Regions from separate parts of the Mus musculus genome. Here all the other regions are linked to region 3. The links are chromatin contacts, called in public HiChIP or PLAC-seq maps. All regions are on one chromosome and are shown on one strand. The core of a region is the stretch at or near the end of the contact, and the rest is flanking DNA. Distances in the headings are between cores, read along the strand shown. Region 1 holds the start of Acsbg3 (acyl-CoA synthetase bubblegum family member 3). Region 2 overlaps Rfx2 (regulatory factor X, 2 (influences HLA class II expression)). Region 3 holds the start of Ranbp3 (RAN binding protein 3). Region 4 overlaps Ptprs (protein tyrosine phosphatase, receptor type, S).

The links. HiChIP or PLAC-seq counts read pairs in DNA pulled down with a chosen protein or histone mark.
Region 1: a contact with region 3 is called in an H3K27ac HiChIP or PLAC-seq map of embryonic stem cells, with 7 read pairs. The contact joins the promoter of Acsbg3 here to the promoter of Ranbp3 in region 3. A contact is called at or near these places in 1 of 39 promoter capture datasets (cranial neural crest), 3 of 115 datasets of contacts at active chromatin or transcription factors (embryonic stem cells and stem cell-derived neural progenitor cells) and 2 of 9 other capture datasets (adipose tissue and liver).
Region 2: a contact with region 3 is called in a FOXA1 HiChIP or PLAC-seq map of pancreatic cancer cells. The contact joins the enhancer-like site here to the promoter of Ranbp3 in region 3. A contact is called at or near these places in 2 of 484 Hi-C or Micro-C datasets (the HL-1 cell line and the N1E-115 cell line), 2 of 115 datasets of contacts at active chromatin or transcription factors (memory CD8 T cells and pancreatic cancer cells) and 1 of 9 other capture datasets (pancreatic islet).
Region 4: an H3K27ac HiChIP or PLAC-seq map of embryonic stem cells shows a contact between it and region 3, with 3 times the contacts expected there. The contact joins the enhancer-like site here to the promoter of Ranbp3 in region 3. A contact is called at or near these places in 7 of 39 promoter capture datasets (the 3T3-L1 cell line, the HPC-7 cell line, cranial neural crest and 4 more), 1 of 15 datasets of contacts at CTCF or cohesin (the NIH/3T3 cell line), 17 of 484 Hi-C or Micro-C datasets (the AML12 cell line, the Ba/F3 cell line, CD4 T cells and 8 more), 13 of 115 datasets of contacts at active chromatin or transcription factors (astrocytes, craniofacial prominence, embryonic limb bud and 4 more) and 5 of 9 other capture datasets (adipose tissue, embryonic stem cells, liver and 2 more).

The regions. Positions count from the first base shown.
Region 1 is chr17:56,872,686-56,878,648 of GRCm38.p6, forward strand. It overlaps Acsbg3 (acyl-CoA synthetase bubblegum family member 3), which reads left to right and starts at 2,799. Exons shown (of 14, transcript NM_030141.2): 1 at 2,799-2,995; 2 at 3,403-3,711; 3 at 4,678-4,904. The coding sequence starts at 3,576. It overlaps Acsbg2 (acyl-CoA synthetase bubblegum family member 2), which reads right to left and starts at 1,762. Exons shown (of 15, transcript NM_001039114.1): 1 at 1,512-1,762; 2 at 112-212. The coding sequence starts at 166.
Region 2 is chr17:56,807,805-56,813,810 of GRCm38.p6, forward strand. It overlaps Rfx2 (regulatory factor X, 2 (influences HLA class II expression)), which reads right to left. Exons shown (of 17, transcript NM_009056.2): 2 at 430-521. The coding sequence starts at 513. Among named protein-coding and RNA genes, the nearest start is that of Gm41604, 17 kb to the left of the region's middle. Within about 2 kb of position 2,752, at least 129 of the 459 cell types and tissues checked have an H3K27ac peak or open chromatin away from gene starts, as enhancers often do. A contact at or near this core is called in the HL-1 cell line, the N1E-115 cell line, memory CD8 T cells and 2 more, where this site is marked.
Region 3 is chr17:56,669,278-56,675,757 of GRCm38.p6, forward strand. It overlaps Ranbp3 (RAN binding protein 3), which reads left to right and starts at 3,948. Exons shown (of 17, transcript NM_001252466.1): 1 at 3,948-4,134. The coding sequence starts at 4,113.
Region 4 is chr17:56,420,948-56,426,751 of GRCm38.p6, forward strand. Ptprs (protein tyrosine phosphatase, receptor type, S) reads right to left here. Exons shown (of 33, transcript NM_011218.2): 13 at 5,440-5,557; 14 at 4,380-4,979; 15 at 3,933-4,030; 16 at 3,078-3,331; 17 at 2,547-2,640; 18 at 2,236-2,451; 19 at 1,182-1,339; 20 at 886-897; 21 at 293-405. Among named protein-coding and RNA genes, the nearest start is that of Mir6977, 4.9 kb to the left of the region's middle. Within about 2 kb of position 4,249, at least 220 of the 459 cell types and tissues checked have an H3K27ac peak or open chromatin away from gene starts, as enhancers often do. A contact at or near this core is called in the AML12 cell line, Th1 cells, bone marrow-derived macrophages and 9 more, where this site is marked.

The DNA.
Region 1 (5,963 bases), core at 1,549-4,048, 200 kb after region 3:
TACTTCATACCCAATAACCAGGAAGAACGGGACAGCCCCGGAAGTCAGGCATGCTCAAGCAGAGATGGCTGAGTGGCCCATTGGGAGGAACCCTCTCTGGCCGTCACTAACCTGAGGTGGCGTCTGTGCCTCTCTCAAGGTCTTCCGCCTTCTTCTCTTGAGTCATTGGTGGTCCAGCCTTTGCAGATTCACAAGAAGTATTTGTCACAGTGCTGCGGGGCCCACAGATGATAAACCAATGAAGGAAACAGAGAAGTTTTGGCAAGAACAGCAGAGGGGCCAACTTCCAATCCACTGGTGATGTCTGCCTAGACCTTGGGATTGCTTAGTCATGCCTGATGACTGGAAAGGTGGTTTATGTGTCAGAGAATAGTGCATTTCTAAGTTAGAGGGTGAGGTTCTAACAGAGTTCTCTGCCCTCCCTCCTCTCCCCCTCTGCTCCTTTTATCCCTCTCCTCTCTTCCTCTTTTCAAGATTATTGGTCCAGCCAGTCAGCTCACCATTGAAGGCACTCACTGTCAATCCTGCCGAATGCTAGGATCCACATGGGAGGGGAGAACTGACCACCCCAAGCTGTCCTATGACCACCCACAGAGGCACAAAATACACAACAATAATAAAGTAATTTTTAAAAATCTGTAGCTACGCACAGGGTAGGTGCTGTCACCACAGATCTCTGGAGGGCTGTGATCACAGAGTCGAAGCTCTCAAAATGTAACATTAAAACATTTTAATATTCCACAAAGAAGGTTGGAAACAAGCTGGATGTGGTGGTGTGTACCTCTAATCCAACACTTGAGAGGAAGAGGCAGGTGGGTCACTGAGTTTAAGGTCAGCTGGAGCTACAGAGTTCCAGGTAAGCCAGGGCAACACGGTGAGACCCTATCACAAAACAAAACAAAACAAAACAAAACAAAACAAAACAAAACTTAAGGGCTTGGAAGATGGCTCCATTAGTAAGGGCATGCACAGCACAAGAACCTGCCTTTGAATCACCAGCACATGTAAAAATCCCAAGTGTGGTGGTGTGCATCCGTATCCCTAGCTCTGGAGAGACGGAGGCAGGGGGATTGCTGGAGCTCATGGACAGCCATCTGACCCACTCAGCAAGCTCCTGGTTCTGTGGGAGATAGTGCCTCAAAGGGAGCAGCCCAAGTTGGCCACAAATACACAAAATGGACTTCAGACATCCCTTGCATGCGGCAGACACGGTAGGACCCTACAGACACCCAAAACAATGCACATTGCCACAGTGCCACGGGGTCTCTGTCTGTTGTTTGACACTGAGTACGGCAGGTGCTGGTGCTGCAGGTGGGCTCGTCCACGTTCAGCTTTTATGGTGTTCAGCTACAGGTTCTAGAGCCTAAGTCCTCACCTTTAGTGCAGGAGTATAGGGAGCTTAAGGCAGTCTTGCCTTCTTAGGGAAAAACTAAACTCTGGCCTTCCCTAAATGTGGGCTCCGTTCTGTCACGGTCACGTGCCCCACGCAGAGATCCTCTCAGGAACCTTACCAACTTTCACAAGGTGGCCAGGTGTCACAGATGGAGACATCTGGTCAGCAAGGTAGTTCTCCTTCCACAGAGTTGGTCAGTGGTGGGTGGTCCCAGAAGCGTGTGTGTGTGTGTGTGTGTGTGTGTGTGTGTGTGTGTGTGTATGTGTGTGTGTGTGTTGTCCCCTTCTTGCTCTGGTCACCCCTCAGTCTAGCCAGGGTGATGGTGGTAGATGGGTTCCCACCCAACACAACTCCATAATTCAGGCTTCTGGAACCTTCTGCTCAGGACACCCCTTATGACATCACTGGCCGTCCTCCCCTGCACCCAGCCTCAGGAGAAAAGTACTCCCTGGGGAAGGGGATTGTAAGCTTCCTTCACCCATCATTCCCTCATTCATTCATTCCTTCCTTCATTCATGCATATAATCTTCAGCCACTCACCAGTGTACTTACTCATCTATTCATTCATTCATTCATTCATTCATTCATTCAGATATCTGTATGTGCTTGAACAGTTTTTCCAGCTCCAGTGTTGAGCACTGTGCATTACATTCGATAGAAATAGAAATGAAACCAGACAGGGCCATTCAAGAACCTATGGGGAGTCTCAAAACCAAAAAAAAACAAAAAAACAAAAAAACTACCATAAAGGGTCTGGCACTGTAGCCCAGTGGGTAGTGCTCAAATAGCATGTGCAAGGTCTGGGATTCCAAGCATCACATGAATGGCATGGCACATGCCTGTCAAACCAACACTGGGGATGGTGGAGGCAGGAGGACCAAGGTCATCCTTGGCTACACAGGGAGTTAAAATGTAGCCCAGGCCATATGCACATGCATTTACACTGTGAAACCGTCATCACCATCCAGTTCTAGAGCCTTCGGTCTCCCCAGTCTGAAGCTCTGCCCCAATTCAGTGCTCACTCCCCTCCTTTCCCAGGTCTGCACCACCCACTTCCTGTCTCTGTGACTTGCTCTGGGGCCTGCAAGTGCGACCCTGGGGTATGTGCCCTCGTCTGGCGTATTTCACTGGACAGGGTCATCATCGTTCCTCCACGTTGGCATGGGCATCTTTTCAGGATGTCCTCTCAGCCTGGAGTGTCCACACCCTTGCTCCCTCCTCTGTCAGTGACCATGAGCTAAGAAGCGTGGCTACTGTGTGGATATGGCTGTGTGACAGACCTGAGTCTCTTATTTCAATGGTTTCTGGTGTATGACCAGAAGGGGACCTTGGGTCATGTTGCCATCGTGGCCCTGGCTTACGGAACACAGTGATGTCACAACAACTGCCTTGAAATGTAGAAGGGAATGTTCTGGAGGATGTCCAGTCTGGGGGGCTGCGTGTCCTTCTGTGGCTACAGTGGGAGGTGGTGACAGAGCTGGACAAGAGTCACCACTGTCGTACCAGTTGATAAAGTGGCAGCCTGTGGTGGGGAGAGAGGGCTGAGGACAACAACATCTGCCCCAGCCTCTCAGGAAACGCCGGTGCCACTAGGCACAGAAGGTCCTGGAAACTCTATTCTTTTCTCCTCCTTTCCTCTCCCTTCTTTTCTACTCCCCTCTCCAGAGTCCCATGTAGCCCAGGCTACCCTTGAGTTCACACAGCACTCAACCACTGGAGAACATGAGTTCAGTCCTCTCTCCCACAAAAAAAGCTGGGTGCAGCAGCATACACCTATAACAGGAGACCCCTACTGCTCACTGGCAGTCAGCTTAGTCAATAGGCAAGCTATGGGCTCGGGAAGGGAGAGGTGTGGATGGTCACTGCCAGACAGGCCTCAATGGAAGGAACATAGCTGAGGAAGAAGAGATTTGCTGACGACCTCTGTCTAGCTTCCACAGGTCTGCATACACGCCACACACAAGGAATGTCCCCCACTAACACCCAGCTTGTTTTATTTCTTTTGCCAGCATCCACTCCTGCTCCCTTATCCTGGTCTGTGAGGTTCCTGTCTTTCTCTGGCCAATTCCACCACCATCCACCCCGCCCTTTGAGGAAGCAGACACCCCACTGTGGACACCTGGTCCTCTGCCCTCTGTAACTGTGTGCGTGAACATCTTTGTGCTGGGTCTGTGTCGTGGGAATGACTGACCCTAAGGAATCAGATAACCTTCAGACCTCCAGGAGGATCCTGAAAACCAAAACCATCTTGAAGAACAAAATTCACAGTGCAATATCGAAGAAGGCACAAGCAGATAACTTTGAGATACTGACCCCAGGTGGGAGCCCTGCCCCCCACCCCGTGCAGGGAGAGGGTGGGGGTGGCAGCAGGGTCCTCTTGTCAGCCCAGGCACACTTCTGGGATCAGTAGTAGAGCAGCACTGGTCTACTGGGGTAGGTGGTCAGTGGCCGTTGAAGTCCTGTGGAGAGGGCTTAAGTAACCGGGGGAAGGAGTAAGGGTGATACCTATGGCCATGTGACCTTTGCCAGGGCGATCATGTGACCAACCATCAAGGCCTTGTCCATTTGGGAACAGTAACCCTGACTCCATGTTCTCCTTTCTGTGGGTCAGGGAGCAGTGAACAGCACTCCTGTCCTTTGTCCCAGTCTTTTGGAGTGACCTTTGACCTCCATCCACCTGAGGTGGTGGAGGGTGGAGGGTGGGGGACTGTTGCTGTAAATCTCTCCAACCCAAATATGCCCCAGCAATGAAAACACAACACCATTAATATGAAGACATGCTGTATGCCTAGATTGGGCAGATCTACCGCTACACTACCGTCTTCCACATCTATGAGACCCCTTAGAACTCGAGGTATCTCCAGGCCATGTGCTTCTGCTCTGCTTTTCTTCTTCTTCCTCCTCCTCTGCATCCTCTCCCTCTTCCATTTTCTCCTTCTCTCTCTCCCACCTTCAATTCCACCTTCCCTTTTATCTGCCCAATCATCAGCTCTCCTTTATTTTACAAATTAAGGCGGGAAGCAAGTTTACTGGAAATCACCTGAGTGCTGACTCATTCCTTGTTCACGGCCTCTCACAGGAGAACGGAATTGACATCAAATATAATTAGCCCCAGGGCTATCCACAACAGGGGACAGTGACAATGACTCCCTGTTCTTCCTCCGATCTTCGTGGGGGAAGTGACTTCTGACCTTCTGCCCTGTTCTGGGGAGAGTGGTTCTCTGTCCTCCCGAGGACCTCATCTCTCGTCCCAACAAATGGAGTGACCTCTGACCCCGCCACAGGTTCCAGCTACTGGACATCTAAGCGAGAAGGCCAGGTGCAGCTGCGCATGGGCAAGGACCCACTAGATAACGAGCCTCCGGTCACAGTTCCCGACTTGATCATGAGCGCGGCCACTAAGTACTCACACTACCTGGCGATCGGTTCCAAGTACAAGAAAAGCTGGCAACTGCTCACCTACATCGAGTACTACGAGGCCTGCCGGCGTGCTGCCAAGGCCTTCCTCAAGGTACGGCTCCTGTGCAAGCAAGTCCACAGGTGACACATCCCTCTCCTGCGCATTCTTGCCCCTCTAGCACCGCTGTGTGTTATGGGCGGAGCTCACTTGCGGTTTGCGCTCCACTTCAGGTTGCTCATTCCCACTAGGAGTGTCATGCCACCATTAGTCACGTGTGAATTGTTTGTCACTCTGTGTCTCGTCTCAGTTTCCTCAAGTACAAGATTTCATTTTGCATATCAAATGTGCATTAATGTGTGTGTAATTAGACATGGATAATAGTTTTGTTTCTGTGTTACACATATTTTGTGTCTTTAATCTTTTTGTTTGTTTGTTTGGTTTTGGTTTTTTTTCAAGACAGGGTTTCTCTGTGTAGCCCTGGCTGTCCTGGAACTCACTCTGTAAACCAGGCTGGCCTCGAACTCAGAAATCCACCTGCCTCTGTCTCCCAAGTGCTGGGATTAAAGGCGTGCGCCACCACTGCCCAGCTGTGTCTTTAATCTTGTATGTGCATTTATACAGAGCTGTATCAGGTATACCCACTGTTGTATATATATCCATATACATATTAAAATCTAGAGTGTGCATATACGTAAATATGAAAGCTTTCACACATATGTGTTGCATGTATAATGTATGCTTTCCTATATGCAACATATACAAATAGGGGCTGAATGTGGCACAGTGGTTAGAGCACTGGCTGCTCTTACAGAGGACCAGGGTTCAATTCCCTAAAACCACATTGTGGCTGACAACCATCTGTAATGAGATTCGATGCCCTCTTCCGGTGTGTTTGAAGACAGCTACAGTGTACTCATATACATAAAATGAATAAATAAATCTTTTAAAAAATAATATTGAAAATTATATTTAATGTGTTTATATATTAACTTTATAAGGTCTGTATCTTTCACTAATTTTTAAAAATGTGGCCAGATGCTGGGCACTGGTGGTGCACACCTTTAATCCCAGCACTCAGGAGACAGAGGAGGTGGATCTCTGTGACTTTGAGGTCAGCCTGGTCTACAGAGTGAGACCCTGTCACAAAAAACCAAAAGAGTTCTGCTGTTT
Region 2 (6,006 bases), core at 1,502-4,001, 140 kb after region 3:
GAGATGGAGGAGATGGAGGAGGAAATGGAGGAGATGGGGGAGAAGATGGAGAGGGGATGGAGGAGATGGAGGAGGAGGAGGAAATGGAGGAGATGGGGGAGAAGATGGAGAGGGGATGGAGGAGATGGAGAAGGAGGAGGAAATGGAGGAGATGGGGGAGGAAATGGAGGAGATGGGGGAGGAGGAAATGGAGGAGATGGGGGAGGAGGAAATGGAGGAGATGGAGGAGGAGGAGGGTTGAATGGAGCTTTGGGGAGCATCCTAAGATTTCTCTCTACTTTGAATTTTTCAGTTATTTTTCCTTAGGCACAGAAGCTCTCCAGAGCGAGAGCCAGTTGACTGGTGGGGTGTGTTCTCTCCTCATCTGTGTCATGGTTCTTTGGTGGCACTTTTCAAAGAGTGCCGGGATGGCAGGGCGGGCACAGTCACCTGTGGGGAGGCTGGCATGGGCTGGGCTGCAGGACGCAGAGCCACTGACGCTGGCGAATCTGCTCCTCCCTCGGAGTTCTGCATGCTGGGATCTAGAGCAGAGAGAGTGGTGGTGAGGTGTCGGGGGGTCACACACCTGCAGCCCATGGCCCTGAAGCTGAGCAGCCATGATCACTGATGGCGGCAGGGGGCAGCTCCAAGAAGAAAGCGACCACTGCACCAACAGTGACCACCCAGGTTCAAATCCACAGAACCCATGTAAAAAGCAGGCTTGGTGTTTGTGCCTATAGCCCCAGAAGCGGAGAGGGGCAGGAGGACCCCGGTCTCAGATTCAGTCAATAAGCTCCTGTCTCAACAGTCACTGGAGACAGCCTATGACATAGAGTGCCCACAGGAAGAGGGGATGAATCCCTGTTTGGTGACACTGGGTTCTGCACCCGCCTGTGCTGCCCCATTGGTGATCACTAGATGGAGCCAGAACCACGCAGTACAGTGATGCGCGTCAGTGTAGCGGTTTCCAGAGGGAAGGCACTTGGAGTGGCTCAGGACACAAGCGGAGGGAGGCAGGAGCGTAAGGAGTTCAAGATGAGGAGTCTAAAGCCAGCCTGGGCTACAAACATAAAACAAAAAGTATTCTGTAAGAAAAATCTTTTGTGTATACACACACTGGAATGAGTAACTAAGCTGATGAATGAATAAATCAAATTCAGTGTTTTAATCCGACAGAGGGGAGGACGGCTCAGTCAGCAAAGAGTCCTTCAAAGGCTCAAGGACCTCTCAGTTCTGAGCCCAGAACCCAGTAAGAATCTTGGAGTCTCAGTGACTGTGAGATGGGAGGTGGAGATGGGGCAGGGGGAGTGTTCCTGGAGTTCATGGGCCAGCCTGGGCCACAAGGTGAGTTTCAGGGCAGCCTGGACTACTGAGTGAGGGAGGCTCTGTATGAAACAAAACTTGTCACCAAAGACTCACAAGAATGTCTGAAATGAACAAATCTAGTAACACCCAGTTGCTTCCATTCCATTCCGTGTCTGAACAATGGACACCTCATTCATACAAAGAGACAGACAGACAGACAGACAGACAGACAGACAGACAGAAACACACACATACACACATACACACACACACACACACACTAGGTGTGGTTGATCATGTCTTTGGTCCCAGTACTAAGATGGGCTGGGGTGGCCCAGGTCTCAGGTGGGAGAGATGATAACAGCCAGTGATGGCTGGTGGGTTTGTTGTTGGTACTGCTGCATGGTGCATGAGGTTTCCATGAGGGAAGTTCAGTGGGCCCACAGGTACTAGCCCTGAGGGACACGTGGAACATGTCCCCTGCCCAGGCTGGGTCTCTCTGTCCCTGTACTCAGCATGGGAGTCCTCTGTGGCTACTGAGTCCTCACAGTATGCACCACCCTCCTCACTCAGGAGCTGCCCAGGTTGTGGGATCAACTGTCAAGGAGCCCAGAGCTGAAGTTCAAGTGTGCCCTCCTCTCCTCATTCCACCTGAACCTCGGGATGACACTAGTGGCTGGCAAGCCAGAGAGAAGCTGGGATGTATCTGAGTCAAGTGAAAAAGTTAAAGGTTGTCATTCAATAAGGGAAGGCCACAGATGTCAAACTGAGGTTGATAAGCTACAGTTAGGTGTGTCGAATGTGTGTGTACGTATATGTGCATGCATTTGCTGCATGGGTGAATGTGTGTGTGTGTGCTTGTGCATTCTGGTGTGTACTGGCTGGAAGGACTGCAATAGCAATGGTGTGGCTGAGCTTGCTGGGCACGGGAGTCTTGCTCACTGGCCCTCTGCTTCTCTGCTTGGTTCTTTGCCTCTCCTGAGTTCTCTCCTGGGGGGACCTGGCTTTCTCTACCTGTCCTCACCTGATTTCCTCCCCTATGGGGGTCTCAGGAACCTGAGAGCACTCTGTCATCCTGCCTCTCTGAGCCTGGCTCATGGTTCCCTGGTGACCCAGCTCTACCACATACTGCCAGTCAATGGTCCAAAAGAAGGCCTCAAGTCTCCCCAAGACCAGCCTCTAATCCAGTCTGTGCATTTGACCTTGAACTTGACAGAGTGCCCAAGTGGAGTTGCTGGATGGCAGATTGCAGTGGCCAGTCTCCTGCTGTCTCCAAGGACTCCAAGAGGCAGGCACAGGCTGCAGTGCGCTGGGGTCTGGCCTGGCGCCAGGTGGATCTGCTGGGGAAGCGCCCTTTGTTTACAGGGGGAAAAAAAAATCTTGGGTTGCCTAGCAACAAGTGGGCAGGCAAGGAAGGGCAGGGAGGCTGTGAGCCATTTCTGGGCTGGGTTCCTGGCTGTCCTGACTCACTGTGACCTTAAGCAATTTCTCTCTCTTTTATCCCCACCCCTCTATCCACCCATCCAGGGGTGCTGTGACTCTGTCACTTGCCACTTGGTTAAGCTCTGCTGTGGGGGAATCAAGCCTCAGTTGGTCTTTGTTAGTCTTGGTGGCAAGACTGGCACCTGAGTCCTACCCACCAATGCAATTTGTATCCCTGCTCTGAGTAGGGGGACAGGTCCAGCCAGATGGGCCCACACTCCAGCTCCCCTACAGACAAGTTCTCTTGGTTCCCTGTGACCTGAGGTCTCAGGAGTAAGTGGCCTGTGTGTGACACTGGGCATTGGTGACCTGTGCTGGGGGCTGCCCTGCTTAGCATGGACCTGAAGGTGATGCTGGCAACTGTAGCGGCTGGCCATGGTGGCTGCATCTTGTCTCCCTCCCCACTGTGGAACTGAGTTCTTCTCTTCCATGCCCCTGAACTGCCTGCCTCTTGGTATTCATCAGGGTTGAGAGAGCTGAGCACTGTTCATGCCAGTCACACTGTGTGACAGTCACCCATGTCCCCAGGAAGGGTCAGGGTCCCCAGGGATACCAAGAAACTCAGCATTTTCTGGCTATCAACCCTCTGAAGCCTGAGGTTGAACTCACACAGACACCCACACACTGAGTGGAGAGAGGGCTCAGAGGTCCAAGGGCGGGGGCGCCCTTGCCAAGTGCCGGCCACCCTTGTAAGATTTCCTTCAGCTGAACTTTTGCAGTGCCTGAAGCCAGCCCTGTTTTTGCCATTTGGAGACTGGGTCTCCAGTAGGCCTGAGTTCACTGAGTGCTGAGGTTGGCCTTGAACTCCTAACCTCCAGCTTCCACTTCTCCAGGGCTGCAGTGTGTGATAGCCGTCACCACACATGATTTAAGGGGTGCAGGGGATGGAACCGCCTATTGAGCCCCATCAGTTTGCCTCTGGCACAGGTGGGTTTCCAGTTGGAATTGGCAACTAGTTCCCCACTGTGAATCTTCACATTCCATTTCTTTTTCCGGCCTACAAGGGGGCTCAGTGGGTCAAGGCACTTGCCACCAAGACTGACAACCAGGCCCATGATGGATGCCAGCTGTCCTTTGGCATGCAAGTTGTGATACAAGTACCCTTCAACTCATACACAACAAATAAATACAACAAAGAAATAAGAGTTTCAGAGGGGTCACACGGCTTGCTTTCTGTCACAAGGGAGCAGCTCTGGGAAGGACCTGTGCCTGCAGAGGCCCAGTGACAGACGGAAACTTCAGTGACTGGGGAGTTGGAATGCTGCAGGTCCTGGGCCTAATTCACTTTATATCGGGCTAGCCTTAGCCTCCTAAGTAGCCATTTCTCACTCCTCTGTATCAGACTTAACATCTAGACTAGAGATAAAAACCCTCTGGGATGTTATCACTTAGAGAACCCCAGTTACCACCAGCCCAGAGGCTGAGTCCTCAGGGTGTCTGAGGCCCGCAGCTGTACTTCTGTCCTGTGCGGTGGCTGACACTGGGGTCTCCAGCAGGGAACGTAGTGCATCCTCAGTTACTGCTTTGTCCCATTATGGCAAAGCTCCACTGAATAGCCTTCATGCTCAAATGAGGAACTTGAGGTCAGCTAACTCTGTGCTCCTGGATTCTCAAGTTTGCTCTGGAATAAACTCACCCCATGTGAGTGGAGAGCCATGGTTTTATGTCTACATGGGGAAAGTAAACTCACCCGTCATGTCCGGGTGCTCGGAAGTTACCAAGGTGGTGACTTGGGACTGGGGTAGAGCTGGCGGCTGACAGTGCTCTGCCTTCAGGGAGTGGGTGTCAGAGGTGTCACATGGACATGCACAGACACACAGTGCCCACCTAACATGGCTCAGTCACTCCCAGGACAGCACCATTTTGTCCCTGTAGACAGATGCCTGTCTGTAGCTGCACCCTGGGTCCCAGGAAACTGGCTAGCTCTGGTTTTCACTGCACACGAGGCTCAAGGCATGTTCACCCTGACTAACTCCCTTATGCCTCACTATGGGTTCCTCCACAGTGTACAGCCCTGAGGCCTGAAGCTACGCCACTCCCTCCTGCCCACCTGGACCTGTGCTCTGTCCTGGTCCCATCATCCCTTCCTCTTGCTCACTGCACCTTGACCAGGGGAACCAAACTGTGGATGGCAGCTGACAGCCAAGGACAAGATGGAGCAGGAGGCACTGTCCCCCATCCCTCCTGCCTGTGGGCAGTCACAGCACAGCTCACAGGTCTTCCCTCTGCCCCACAGCATCTTCTGGGCTCTGAGACTGGTGATGATGGGGGAGGGTATAGCTAGTGTTTACTCAAGTGGCAAAGCAAGCACTTCCATGGGAAATTAAAAAACAAAAAGCAGTTAGGCCCAATGAGATGGCTCTGAGCTCTGATGTCCTGATTCAATTCCTGAGATCCACATGGTGGAAGGAGGGAACCAATTCTCAAAAGCTGCCCTCTGACCCACCCAAGTGAGCTATGGCATGCCTGTGAAGATATACATACACTCACATAAATAGAACATGTAAGATAATCCACTAAAAAGGTGCTGTGTGTCTACTCTTATAAGCCAGGAGCTCACACAGCCCAGGCTGACCCAAGCTCATGATGTCGGTGAGGCTGGGCTTCGACTCCAGGGACTCTACTTCTCTCCTCTCTGCCTCCCAATCACTGGGGTGACAGGCACGTGCCACTGCACAGAGAGCACTAGATCTTAGCCATGGGTTGGGTATGATGGAGCAGAGCTGCTGGCTTGTCCTTCAGTTTTTCATACACCGAGCTTGCTTCCATTTTTATAGGACACTGTCACATTCAGTGCTGGGAGCAACCCTGAAAGTTCAGAAACCTGTTGAAATTCTTTTAAATGTCCCAGACACAAGCTGAGTCACTATAGCTGGGACACTGGGCCCCCAGGCAGTGGTGGCGCACGCCTTTAATTTCAGCACTTGGGAGGCAGAGACAGGTGGATTTCTGAGTTCGAGGCCAGCCTGCTCTATAGATTGTGTTCCAGAACAGCCAGGGCTACACAGAGAGACCCTGCTCAAAAACAAACAAACAAACCGCTGAGACAGTAGCCACTCAGCATCAAATGATAGTCTTCTGAAAAGTAGGGGGTGAGTGATGTACAGAGGAAGTTAGTGACAGGCTCCAGGGTGCATCGTGGGAGCACCCGAGACCCAAGTAAAGGTGGCAGCCAAATCCCCTCAGAGCAGCCCTGCTCCCAAGTCTGGATTTATAGCTTCTTGTGGGGGCAGGGTGTCT
Region 3 (6,480 bases), core at 2,698-5,197:
AGTGATGCGAGGCCAGCCTGGGCTGCATGAGTCCCTGGCTCAAAATAATTAATAATAATAATACGACAAACCTACTCTCAAAGGAAGGGAAGCTGTGTTCCTGTCCCCTGTAGGAACTGCTATATACTTCCACTGAAGACAAGCTACGTTGGTTTTGATTAACACATGTCCTAGTCGAGATGAAATGGACCCCTATTTCTGGATGAGAAGTGGGCCAAAGAACTTCTCTTTCTTCTTCTTCTTCTTCTTCTTCTTCTTCTTCTTCTTCTTCTTCTTCTTCTTCTTCTTCTCCTTCTCCTTCTCCTTCTCCTTCTCCTTCTCCTTCTCCTGCTTCTGCTTCTTCTTCTTCTCTCTCTCTCTCTCTCTCTCTCTGTTTTTCAAAACAGGGTTTCTCTGTGTATCCCTGGAACTCACTCTGTAGACCAGGCTGGCCTTGAACTCAGAAATCTGCCTCCCTCTGCTTCCCATGTGCTGGGATTAAAGGTGTGTGCCACCACTGGTCGGCCCTTTCTTATTTTCTTATTTTATATTTGAAGTCATGGAACTCATTCTGACCTTAAACTCACTGTGTAGTTGAGGTTGACCTTGAACCCCTACTCCTCCTACCTTGCATGCCGGTGCTGGGATGACAAGCGTGTGTTTTATGCGGTGCTGCAGATGGAAGCCTGGCCTTGTGCACTCTGTGTGACTGTACGGCCGACTCTGCTACAGCCCAGATTTCAATCCCCGATACACACAGTTCTCAGTCACCAAGGATTATTTCCTGGAATTCTGGCTGAGTGGAACTGAAGGCTGAGGGATAGAAGGCCACCAGCCCCCCACAGCAGAATCAACTCATAGTGTAAACCTAGCCTTCTGGGTCCAGAGCTCCTGAGTCTCCGGATGTCCCTCAAAAAGCCACTGCTGGATTCTATGCAGTTGGTCACAAGGCGTCGCAGAACATGACGTGTGACATAGCTTCAGACTGTACAGAGATTTACTGACACAGAGCCACAGGGATGGCAGCACCGTTGTTAATTTTCAATTCTAATTTACTCCTGGGTACTGTATGGCTGGGGATCTCCCTGGAGGGAGAAGGTACCACGCCTGACCACTTGTACCCCAGTGACCAGAGTAGGAAGCTAGTAGTATTTAAAGTACATTCTTTTTTCTTTTAATTTTTAAAATTTAAATTTTAGAAAATAATTTTTTTTAAAGATTTATTTTATTGATTATATGTAAGTACACTGTAGCTGTCTTCAGACACTCCAGAAGAGGGAGTCAGATCTCGTTAGGGATGGTTATGAGCCACCATGTGGTTGCTGGGATTTGAACTCTGGACCTTCGGAAGAGTAGTCGGGTGCTCTTACCCACTGAGCCATCTCACCAGCCCAGAAAATAATTTTAAAATAAAAATTTTATTATTTTATTCCATGTGGATGTCTGTGTGTCTGTACGCGGGTTTGTGCATGTAAACACAGTTCTTAGGGAGGCCACGAGAGGCCATCACAACCCTGGGAGCTGGGCTTACAGGATCTTGTGCATTGCCTGATGTGGGTGCTGGGGAGAGAACTCGGGATCTCTGCAAGAGCAACCAGTGTGCAGAACCCTTGAGCTGTATAATAACCTGTTTCCTTGTTCAGTTTACAAAGATCTTTCTGTTATGGCTTGGGGCAGTGGTTCTCACATGGTTCCCCCATTTGAGGGTCACACATCAACTATTTACCTTATGATTCAGAATCGTGGAAAACTTACAGTTATGAGGTAGCAAGGAAATGCTTTTATGGCTGGGGATCACCACACCATGAGGAGCTGTACTAAAAGGTTGCACTATTACGAAGTTTGAGGTCCACTAGTTTAACAAGTTTAGGAGTTTATTGGTTTCTTTTGTTTGTTTGAAATAGGGTCTTACTCTGTAGATCAGGTTGGACTCCATCTCACAGAGATGCACCTGCCCCTCCCTCCTGGGTGCTGGTATTAAGTTCTGTGATAACATAGAGACACTGAGTCACTGTGCAAGGCTCATACAGCACTCAGGAAAACATCATAGTGATGGAAGGTCACAGGGTCAGACAGGGAGGTCCACAGGGGAAAAGGGGACTGAGAAGACCTGGAGCAATGGCTTGACTGGTAAAGCATTTGGACAGGAGTTCAAATCCCAGCACCCACGTGAGAAGCCAGGATGGCTAGGAGGGCCTGTGACCCTAGCCCAGTGTAGCTCCAGGTTGAGTGAGGGAGGCTGTCTGAAGTGAATAAAGCAGACACATAGAGCAGGATCCCCAACCCCCCTACTTCTTCATGTACACTTGCTGTGCACATACATCCACACTCACCACATACACCAGGGAGACAGAAGGTTGCGTTGTATGCACACATTCATGTTCCCAGGAGTTGGAAGCTGAGGCAGGGGGATTACTGAAAACTCCAGACCAGCCTGAGCTATGTAATGACACTCTCTTTCAAAACTAAAAACCAAAAACCAAAACCAAAACCATTGAACCTGGGTATGATGGTGACATATGTTAGCCTAACTTTCTGGCTGTGCCGGCAGGAGGATCAGAAGTACATGGGCACCCTCATCTACAAAGCCATTTCGAGGGCAGTCTGGGCTACATAAAATACTCAAAACTGGGGGTGGGGGGGGAGAAAGAAAGTGTGAGTGAGCTCTTTTTTTTTTTTTTTTTTTTTCGAGACAGGGTTTCTCTGTGTAGCCCTGGCTGTCCTGGAACTCACTCTGTAGACCAGGCTGGCCTCGAACTCAGAGATCTGCCTGCCTCTGCCTCCCAAGTGCTGGGATTAAAGGCATGTGCCACCACGCCCGGCAAGAGTGAGTTCTATATCTGTGGCCCCAGCACTTGGGAAGATGAGGCAGGAGAATTTTGAGTTCAAGACCAGACTGGACTACACTGTGACAGTGTCTCCCTATCTCACAGATCTATAGGAGTATACCCAGATTTAAAATACGTAGTAGCTGCTTTCAGGTGTCTTGTCAGTATGCAAAGGTGAATATAGGTTTGGTTTTCCATTCTCCCTTCCTTTCTTTCTTCCTTACTTCTTCTTCTTCTTCTTCTTCTCTCTCTCTCTCTCTCTCTCTCTCTCTCTCTCTCTCTCTCTCTCTCTCTCTCTTTCTTTCTTTTTTCCAGACAGGGTTTCTCTGTATAGCCCTGGCTGTCCTGGAACTCACTCTGTAGACCAGACTGCCCTCGAACTCAGAAATCCGCCTGCCTCTGCCTCCCGAGTGCTGGGATTAAAGGCGTACGCCACCACGCCTGGCCTGAGTTCTTAGCACCCACATAGTTGGCTTAGACCGGTCACCCACAGTCCAGTTCCAGGATAGCCTTTCCTTTTTTAGCCTTTTGTAGGCACTGCACACACATAGCACTCATACACAAATACATCTTTTCTTATTACTTATTGTTTGTTTGTTTTCAAGACATAGTCTGTGTAGCCCTGGACCAGGCTGCTCTCAAACGGAGATCCTCTTGCGTCTGCCTGAGTGCTGGGATTAAAGGCGTGCGCACCAATGCCAAGTCTAATGCCCAGAGAGGTTAAGAGTCTAGTTTTATTAGGACATCCTGTGTTTGAAATCTAGGGTGACCTCTGACTTTGCCTCTTCCTCAACCACCCCAAATAGCCATAGGAAAGCTGTGTGAAAGGGCCTGGCTTCTGATTCAGGGACATGGGCCACTCCTTCCTGTACGCGGAATCGCTAAAAAGCCTACCTAGGCTCACGCCAGAGAAACAAACAGAGAAAGTGGCGGGATGGCAGTCAGGACAGCAAGCAGCGGCACGTCTCTCCTGCGCATGCGTGGGGCTCGGCCATCCTCCTCCCCCCCCCCCACCTCCTTAACATGCTGCCAATGCTAGGAGCTCAGGACCAATAGCAAACTGGCGCTGCCTGTGCGCATGCGTGCCACGCTAGCCACACCCTCTTCCCTTTGCGGGCGGGAAGAGGCGGGCGGAGAGCCGTTACTGCGCAGGCGCGCGGCCGGAGCTCTAGCGGGTGCGAGCTTCCCTCCTCCTCACACCGGCGCTGGCTTATGGGATGCGCAGGCGCAGAACTCTCCCAGCAGAAAGCCCTCGGAGCCCGGGGGCCGGGCGCGGGGCCTTGTGGGAGGGCTTAAGGAAGTAAAATGGCGGACCTGGCGAACGAAGGTAGGGGAGGCGCCGCCGGGGGCCAGCTGGCGGCAGGCGGGCGCGGGGCGGGAAGTCAAGGGAGCCCCAGAGTCGAAGGGCGAGCGCTTCAGGTTGTGGGAGTTCGGCCTCACCCGGTCTGGGCACCCAGCGGGCCCCCCTACCGTGGAGTCTGGTCCCCGGCCGGGTTCCTCGCGGCAGCCCCGGCTTCTGCCTCCTCCCGACCTCGAGGCTCCTCGGCCGCGCCGCGACCGCCTCCCACCCCCCACCCCCACCCCACGCCTTCCGGCCTCGCAGGCCGCCCGGGGAGCCCAACGGGCCTTGAGACGCGGCTCCGCGGCCTCGAACGAGGCGGGCGAGACCTCCGAGCCTGCTCGCGGGCCCAGCCCGCCACGCTCCCTTCCCCGCTTCCCTCGCCTGGGGCCTGGGCCTCCTTCCCCGGCATAGCCTCAGGCTCAGGTCCGGCTCTCCTTCATCCCGCGAAGGTGCTCGGCCACCCCGACCTGTAGCTTACACCCCGAGGTCTGCTTAAACCCGGACCGGGCGCCCCTATTCCCGCCACAGGGCTCCAGGTCCTTTGAGGTGCACTTGATGCCCCCCATTTAGGCCTGGCCATCTGATCTTGAAACTCCTAACTGCTTCTTCACATCCCGTTTTTATTTTTGACACCGTGAAACCTCCCCTCTGGAGTCGACATCCCATTTAAGGGGTTTGAATATGGTAGGACTACCCAGTTGTTGCAGAACCTGCACGTCTCTTCCTACCAGTCTTCAGAGTCCTTTGGAGTGCAGCTTACATCCCCTGATTTAGGCTTGGCCACCTGATCTGTATTTCCTAATTCAGTGGTTCTCAATCTTCTTAATGCCGTGACCCTTAAATATAGTTCCTCATTGTGGTGACCCCAACCATAAAATTATTTTTGTTACTTCTTCATAACTAGCTTTGCTACTGTTATGAATGGTAATGTAAATGTTTCTGGATTTCCTATTTAGACATTTGCCAAAGGGGTGGCAACCCACAGGTTGAGCACTGATATACTAATTGCTTCCACACCCCCTTTTGCCCCGTGGCCCTGACTCCCTGAGCACTCTGGGATGTAACACTTTCTCAGTCAGCCTGATGCTTGACACCCAGTGGTGGCCCCTTCGGGGCTCCTCCAGGGTTCAGTTTGGGGACTTCAGGGTCTGTTTTTTTTGTTTTTTGTTTTTTAGATTTATTTATTTTTATTTATCTAAGTACACTGGAGCTGTCTTCAGACACATACCAGAAGAGTACATAGGATCCCATTACAGTAGTTGTGAGCCACCATGTGGTTGCTAGGAATTGAACTCAGGACCCCTGAAAGAGCAGTCAGTACTCTTAACTGCTTAGCCATCTCTCTAGCCCCCAGAGGTCTATTTTCAGCCCTGTCCTTTTTCCTTAACAACTACAGTCAGGCTGTTAGCAGGGACGTGGTACTTCACTATGCACTATGCAGTGACATGTAGTCTGAGGCTTCTGTAGAACACCCAGGGACATGGGGTCCTTCAGAGAGTACACTGGGAGGGACTGGGCATTGGGAGGTATTTACACTCCATCCAGGCCTTGAAGGGTAGATGCAGGTAAGTCAGTTACTAGAGGCAGGTCAGGAAGCAGAGCTGTGTGAACCTGCATAGTCTGGGTAAGCCGCCCCGCCCCCCCCCCCCCCTTACCTATTTTACACAAGCCATTGAGGATGGAGGCAGTAGAGGGAGCCAGGGAAGTAGAGATTGATGTGATGTGCTTTGTGGGTTGGTTGGTTTGTTTGTTTGTTTTTCAAGACAGGGTTTCTCTGTGTAGCCCTGGCTGTCCCAGAACTCACTTTGTAGACCAGGCTGACCTTGAACTCAGAAATCTGCCTGCCTCTGCCTCCCAAGTGCTGGGATTGAAGGCGTACACCACTACTGCGTGGCATGGGTGTGTTTTAAACACAGACTCCTTTTAAAAATTAGGGGATTTTAGTTGGTTTGACAGAGTCTCATATAGCCCAGGTTGCTCTCAGGTTCACAGCTCTAGCCTTGAAGTCCTGACCCTGCGGACTCTACCTCCCAAGTGCTGGGATGACTGGAATATACAGAACATGGGGCTCGTGCCATGGAGGTCTCCTTTATAGTGGGTAATATCCTGTGTAGAACAGAATCCCATCCCAGAAAGTCACCCAGACCTCAACCTGTTATGGTTGTCAATGGGAATTTTTCTCTTACCCCAAGACTTTGAAGTGCTTAGGAGTCCTCTTCTGTGCCTGCCTCCACTGCCTCCAAGGAGGCCTCTTTCCCTTCTGCCTCTTTTCATCCAGCACCTTAATCAGAAGCTAGAGTAGCTTCTACACAGACCCTTCCTCCTGACTGC
Region 4 (5,804 bases), core at 2,999-5,498, 250 kb before region 3:
GATGGGTGGAGACTAGGCACAGACACATTCCAAGGCCAGTGTGCAAACACAAACCAGGATGACCCTCAACTCCACCCCAAGGGCACTGGGTGAGGGATGGAGGACACGGGGTAGGGGGTGTGATATGAACCCCCCTGCCTTTCTGCCTGATTCATTTTGTTTTTGACTTTTTAAGTTCTCGGAGAAGGTGGCAGTCACATGACCTGCTGCTTTGGTGATCAGAGCCTGGCTCATTTAGGGGGTGCTTCTGGCCCCACCCCAGCTGCTTCTGGCCCCCACAGTCAGCTCATACCTGGTGTCTGGAAGTTGATGCGTCGCATTTCCACAGGGTCCTTGGGGTGATGGGGGGCAAGGTCGGCATTGTTCAGTAAGCATTTGGTGCGGGGCTCTGAGTCCTTGCGTTTGCTTCAAGGACAGAGAGGGAAGGGACAGAAAGCCAATGTTTTAGCATATGCCCCAAAGTGTGTGTGCACACACTCAGGGACACATGGCCCAGGACCTACAAACACGAGGTAGGGAATGGGCCATTTACACACTGAACCCTAATTTTATGGAGCCTCAATCCTACAAAGACCCTTGGATCCTAGACTAGCATCAACCTCAGATTGGGTTCTCGGCCTTAGCTGAGCCCCAAATCCAGATGAATCATTCGTCCTATAGACTAAACTTCAGTCCTAGACTGGACTACAATCCAGGACAAGCCCTTATCCCAGATTAAGCTCCAAGCTGACTGAGCCTCAATCTCACCTAAATTCCAATCCTATACTGAGCCTTGATCCCAGGCCCTTGTATAAACACGTATGCCACCTGGAGAACTGAAGTAGCCACGTCCCATGAGCCCAGCTCCAACCACCCGTCATCCTCCTGCCTCAAGCCAGTCCTCACCTGTCAGGTTTGCTGTCCCCAGACCGGATGCAGGTGAGAGGAGAAAAAGAGAATGCCAAGTGAGACTGTGCAGGTCAGACCGAGCCCCTTCTGTGATGTCAGTGGCTTCCCAATCTTGCCGACTCCCAGTTTCTGTCATTTGGTGCTTTCCCTCTATGCCTGGACCCCGTTCCAAGGAGGTCACTTCAGTTTTCTCTGGCACAGGTGTGACGGTCCCTCACTTAAGCAGCTACACCCTTATGGTCAAGCACAGTCCCCTAGCTCAGTGTCCTCCTCCCGCCCTTGGGCTCACTCACTTCTTGTACAGCAGGATGGCAATCACGATGCAGATGATGAAGACCACGGCCAGCACAGGCCCAATCACCCAGATGAGGCCCTCCTCGCCGTCCACAATGGGCTGAGGGTCCGGGTTGTCCAGCTGGAAGGGGTCTGAGAAGGGACTGGCTGCAAATGTCTGCAGGACAGAGGCAGCGGAGGGGCTGTCATCAGTGCTGGCCACATCCGGACCCCCAACTGGCCTAACGCCCTCTAGCTGTCTATGCCCGCTGCCGGGGCCGCTCCCAGGCTTCTCTCCTGGGGCACATGGGGGATGGGAAACCTTTTCTGTTGAGCTCCTGCTGATCCTTCTCAGCCCCAGCTAAGGTGGTGTTTTCCTCTAAAGGATGAACCCTAGGGACCCTCACCCCAACCCCGTGTCCAGTCAGTCTCTTTGTCCAGGCCTAGCCTTCTGTGAGCTCACAACGTCTATGCTTGGCTTTGGGGATCGATTTGGGTCAACCTCACAGAGAGGTCCACATATCCATAGAGCAAGCCACCAGGTGACCTCTGTACCTCCATTTCTATCCTGTCTCCAGGCTGGTGGGGAAGCTAGGATGTAGGTGGAAGCTAGGATGTAGGCGGAAGCTAGGATGTAGGCGGAAGCTAGGATGTAGGCGGACGCTAGGATGTAGGCGGAAGCTAGGATGTAGGCGGAAGCTAGGATGTAGGCGGAAGCTAGGATGTAGGCGGAAGCTAGGATGTAGGCGGAAGCTAGGATGTAGGCGGAAGCTAGGATGTAGGCGGACGCTAGGATGTAGGCGGAAGCTAGGATGTAGGCGGAAGCTAGGATGTAGGCGGAAGCTAGGATGTAGGCGGAAGCTAGGATGTAGGCGGAAGCTAGGATGTAGGCGGAAGCTAGGATGTAGGCGGAAGCTAGGATGTAGGCGGAAGCTAGGATGTAGGCGGAAGCTAGGATGTAGGCGGACGCTAGGATGTAGGTGGAAGCTAGGATGTAGGCGGACGCTAGGATGTAGGTGGAAGCTAGGATGTAGGTGGAAGCTAGGATGTAGGCAGACGCTGCCGAGGACTTACAGGCTCATTCTTCTGCAACACAGCAAGCACAAAGAGGACATAGCGGTGGCCTGGCTCCAAGCCCCTGTTGTCAAAGCCACCATATTGCTTCTGGTTCCCAGGATGGAAGACAGCTGGCAGGATGGAGAATCGAGCGGCGATGTAGGGCCGAGGCACCTCCAGCTGTCTGGAGTGGCGCAGGCTGCGCCTCTGCAGCCGGGAGATGTCCTGGATGAGCTGCAGAAAGAGTGTCACAGGCCTCAGCGCTCCTAGGGGAGACGGGCGTCACAGCCTGGCTGTGTGCAGGCCCCATGGAGACGGGGTGGCCTTACCTCCTCCAGATCCATGTCCTCTGGACTACCTAGTAGGACAGGGAACTGGCCACCTCGAGACTTCCGAAGTGGGACCATCACAATGAAGTAGTTCCTGTGGGTAGAGTTTCAGTGACACCCGTGTCCCAATCCCAACCCCTTGCAGTAACACGCCTCTACGTCCCAGTTCTTAGCTATCTGCCTTCTGCCTACTTCATGGCGTGCCAGATCTCAGTGTCCTGTGCATCCCTCAAAGCCCACGTGATCTTACGCCCTTTCCCCGCCTCCCAGGAAGCCCCTTGAGGTCCTCACTGCAGACTCCTAGCTAGGCCTCCCCGCTAGCCTGAAGCACAGACCAGAATCTTTTCGGGGGCTAAAGGTCGCCCAGTGAAGGGTCAGGCTTTATGGGGACAGTCGCATGAGGCAGGTTCACGTGACCCTTATCTCAGTAAGTGTGCAAATGGGGTCACAGAAGGGATGTGTGGCTCGATGCAGTCACATAGTGGGTTGACAGCTACAGGGACAGGTATGGGGGGAGGGGGGTTAGCATACTGCACGGTCACAGGACTCTGGCCATCAGGCAGGTAGACCACGATGAAACCGTCATTGTCGGGCTTCGGGGCGACGCTAGGCTTGCCACTGAGCATGTTAAAGGCGGTCCTGGCAGTGACCGTCTGCTGCAGGCCCCCCAGGCTGCTGCCACGGTTGGTGAGCACGAAATTATAGAAGGTGTGTGGCTTGAGGTGTGTGATCAGCTTCTTGGTCGTGCGGCCGTCCACATCCAGGGTGAGCCCATTGTACTGAATCTGTAGGCAGAGCTGGCTCAGCAAGAAATGGGCCGGGGCCTAGCAACCCCAGCAGAGCTGCAACCTCAGGCTGCCTGTCCTGGACCAATCCTGACTGAGCCTCACTTCTGGATGAACCATCTGACTGAACCTAAACCCAAACTTAGCTCCTGAGTTCTAATTCAGTACAGAGCTGACTGAGCTCCAGTCCAAAAATAACCTTCAGGTCCAACTAAGCCTTGATCCCTGATTGACCTTCAAACATGGCAAAGCCCTGGAGTTAGGCTCAGGAACAACTGACTGTTCGAGGAGGTCCCTTAACTCTAGCTTCTGACCAAGACTGAACAACATACTAAATCCTGGCTTTGGCCAGAACCCCAGCTCTGAGTGCCAGTCCTGACTAGGCTTCAACTTGACTGAGCCTTGATCCCAGGTTCAGTAGCAACCCTGACAGACCCTGATCCAGCTGTGATTAATCGTAGACTGCGCCTCAATCTCAGACTAAACTGTGAAATCTAAGTATCATCGAATCCTGATCTGGGGTGGCCTTGACTGTGCCCAATCTCCCTCAGGCTCCCAGATTTTACCTCCCGCCCCGCCCCTTCCTCCACTGTTGTAGTACCTTGTAGGGTGTGGGTGAGTTATAGTTGTCGGGGAACTCCCAGCTCAGCAGCACTGAAGTCTTCATGATCATCTTCACCTTGAAGTTCTTTGGGGAGACTGAGGGCGGCGGCAAGCAGGGAGAGAGAGAAAGATGGCCCAGTAAGAACCGGGCGCTGGCTAAGGGGCGCGTGGGGCGGCCCCTGTTGTCCCTGTGGTCCGCTGTGCCCTCGGCCTTCCTGCCTGGCCCGGCCCTGCCTGCCCTGTCCCCAGTGCCTGCTGCTGCTGCTGCAGAGACGGCGCGGCTGCGGAGAAAAGCGGGAGGGGCGTAGCAATGGGCGTGGCCTCCAAGCCGCATCCCACCTGTGCCTGCCGACCGACCGACTGGAGCCTCGGGCGCCTGGGCTGAGTCTGGAGGCCGAGACTTACCTGTGGGGAGGGGCGGGCCGGGGCCCGGGGCGGCGCCTACCTGGGTCCCGCGCGAGCCTGTAGCGCAGCGGGGGTGAGAAGGGGCCCGGGCCGCGACGCGTGTGTGCGCGCACGCGTAACTCGTAGGCCGTCTCCGGCCGCAGCCCTCGCAGCGTGAGCGCTGTCTCGGCCCCCGGCTGGGCGGCCGCCGCCAGCTCCGTCTCGGTCGCGGGCCCAGGGGCGCCGGCCTCCCGCACGGACACCGTGTACTTGATGATGGCGCCGTTGCGCTCGGCGGGCACGGGTGGCAGCCAGCGCAGTAGCACGGAGCCCGCGGACACGTTGCCCGCGGCGCCCAAGATCTGCGGGAAGCCGCGCGGAGCGTCCTCGGGGATGCTCAGCGCTGCCGCGGCCTCCTCGCCCAACCCCGCGCGGCCCCGCGCTGCCAGCCGGAACACATAGGTGGCGCCCTTGTGTGCAGGCGCCGCGAACCGCCGCTCCCACGCAGCCAGCTCCAACGTGGCCGGGGCCGCGTCTTCGCGCCCAAACTGCAGGCGGTAGCCAAGCACCGGGTCCTCGGCCGCGTCCGCGGGGGGCTCCCAGCGCGCCAGCAGGCTGCCCTCGGGGGTCTGCTGCACCGACAGGGTGGGGCGGCCCAGCACTGTGGAGGGAGAAACAGCTGCCCTGCCACGTTTCTCCAAACCCCAAAGGCAGCCCCTCACTGAGGGATTTCTGCGCAGGGACCCACCCTTGACCACACTCCCAGTCCTTAAGGTCTAGTTTTTAAAGGTACATTTTAGGAAGGACTTCCTTTAAGCAAAGACTTGGATTCCCTGTGAGGCACATGGACCTATTTTGGGCTACCTTTAAGCTTGACTCCCACTTTGCAGCTGAGAGGAGACAGCCAAATGAGTATAGTGTCTGGTGAGAGGGAGTGACTTGGGCAGAGATGGATATCAGGGCCAGCAGTGCCTGGCCTCTGGAACCTCTGAAAAGGGCCCATGTCTTTCCTGTTTTGGGTCCACCTGGCTGGTGCGTCTTAAAACCACTCTGGCTTGAGAATCATGGGAAATGCTCTTGGCCTTGTGGAGCCAGAGGCTGTGCAGTGGATAGGTATCTACCTGCTCCCTTGGTCACCACCACCTTCGGTTTGCTGCGAGCGCCATCGCCTTTCATGGTATACGCGGCTACTGTGATAGAGTAAGCAGTCTCAGGCTGGAGGTTCGTTATCACCATTTCCTGTGGGTGGGATGGGTGGGCACGGTCAGCAATGGTGCCAGCCCTGCTCACCTTCTCCCCTAAGAAAGTCACAAGAGATGATGCCTCCAGTCCACAGGCAACATGCTGGTGAGCTCATGCACAGGCTGCAACATGCAGTGTCCACACTCCTGTCAGAAACACACAAGCTGGGCACACAGCCACCACCAGGTCCCCTGCTCCTATACCCAGGGCAATAGCCATCAGAGAGCATCCCGATCAGAATCAT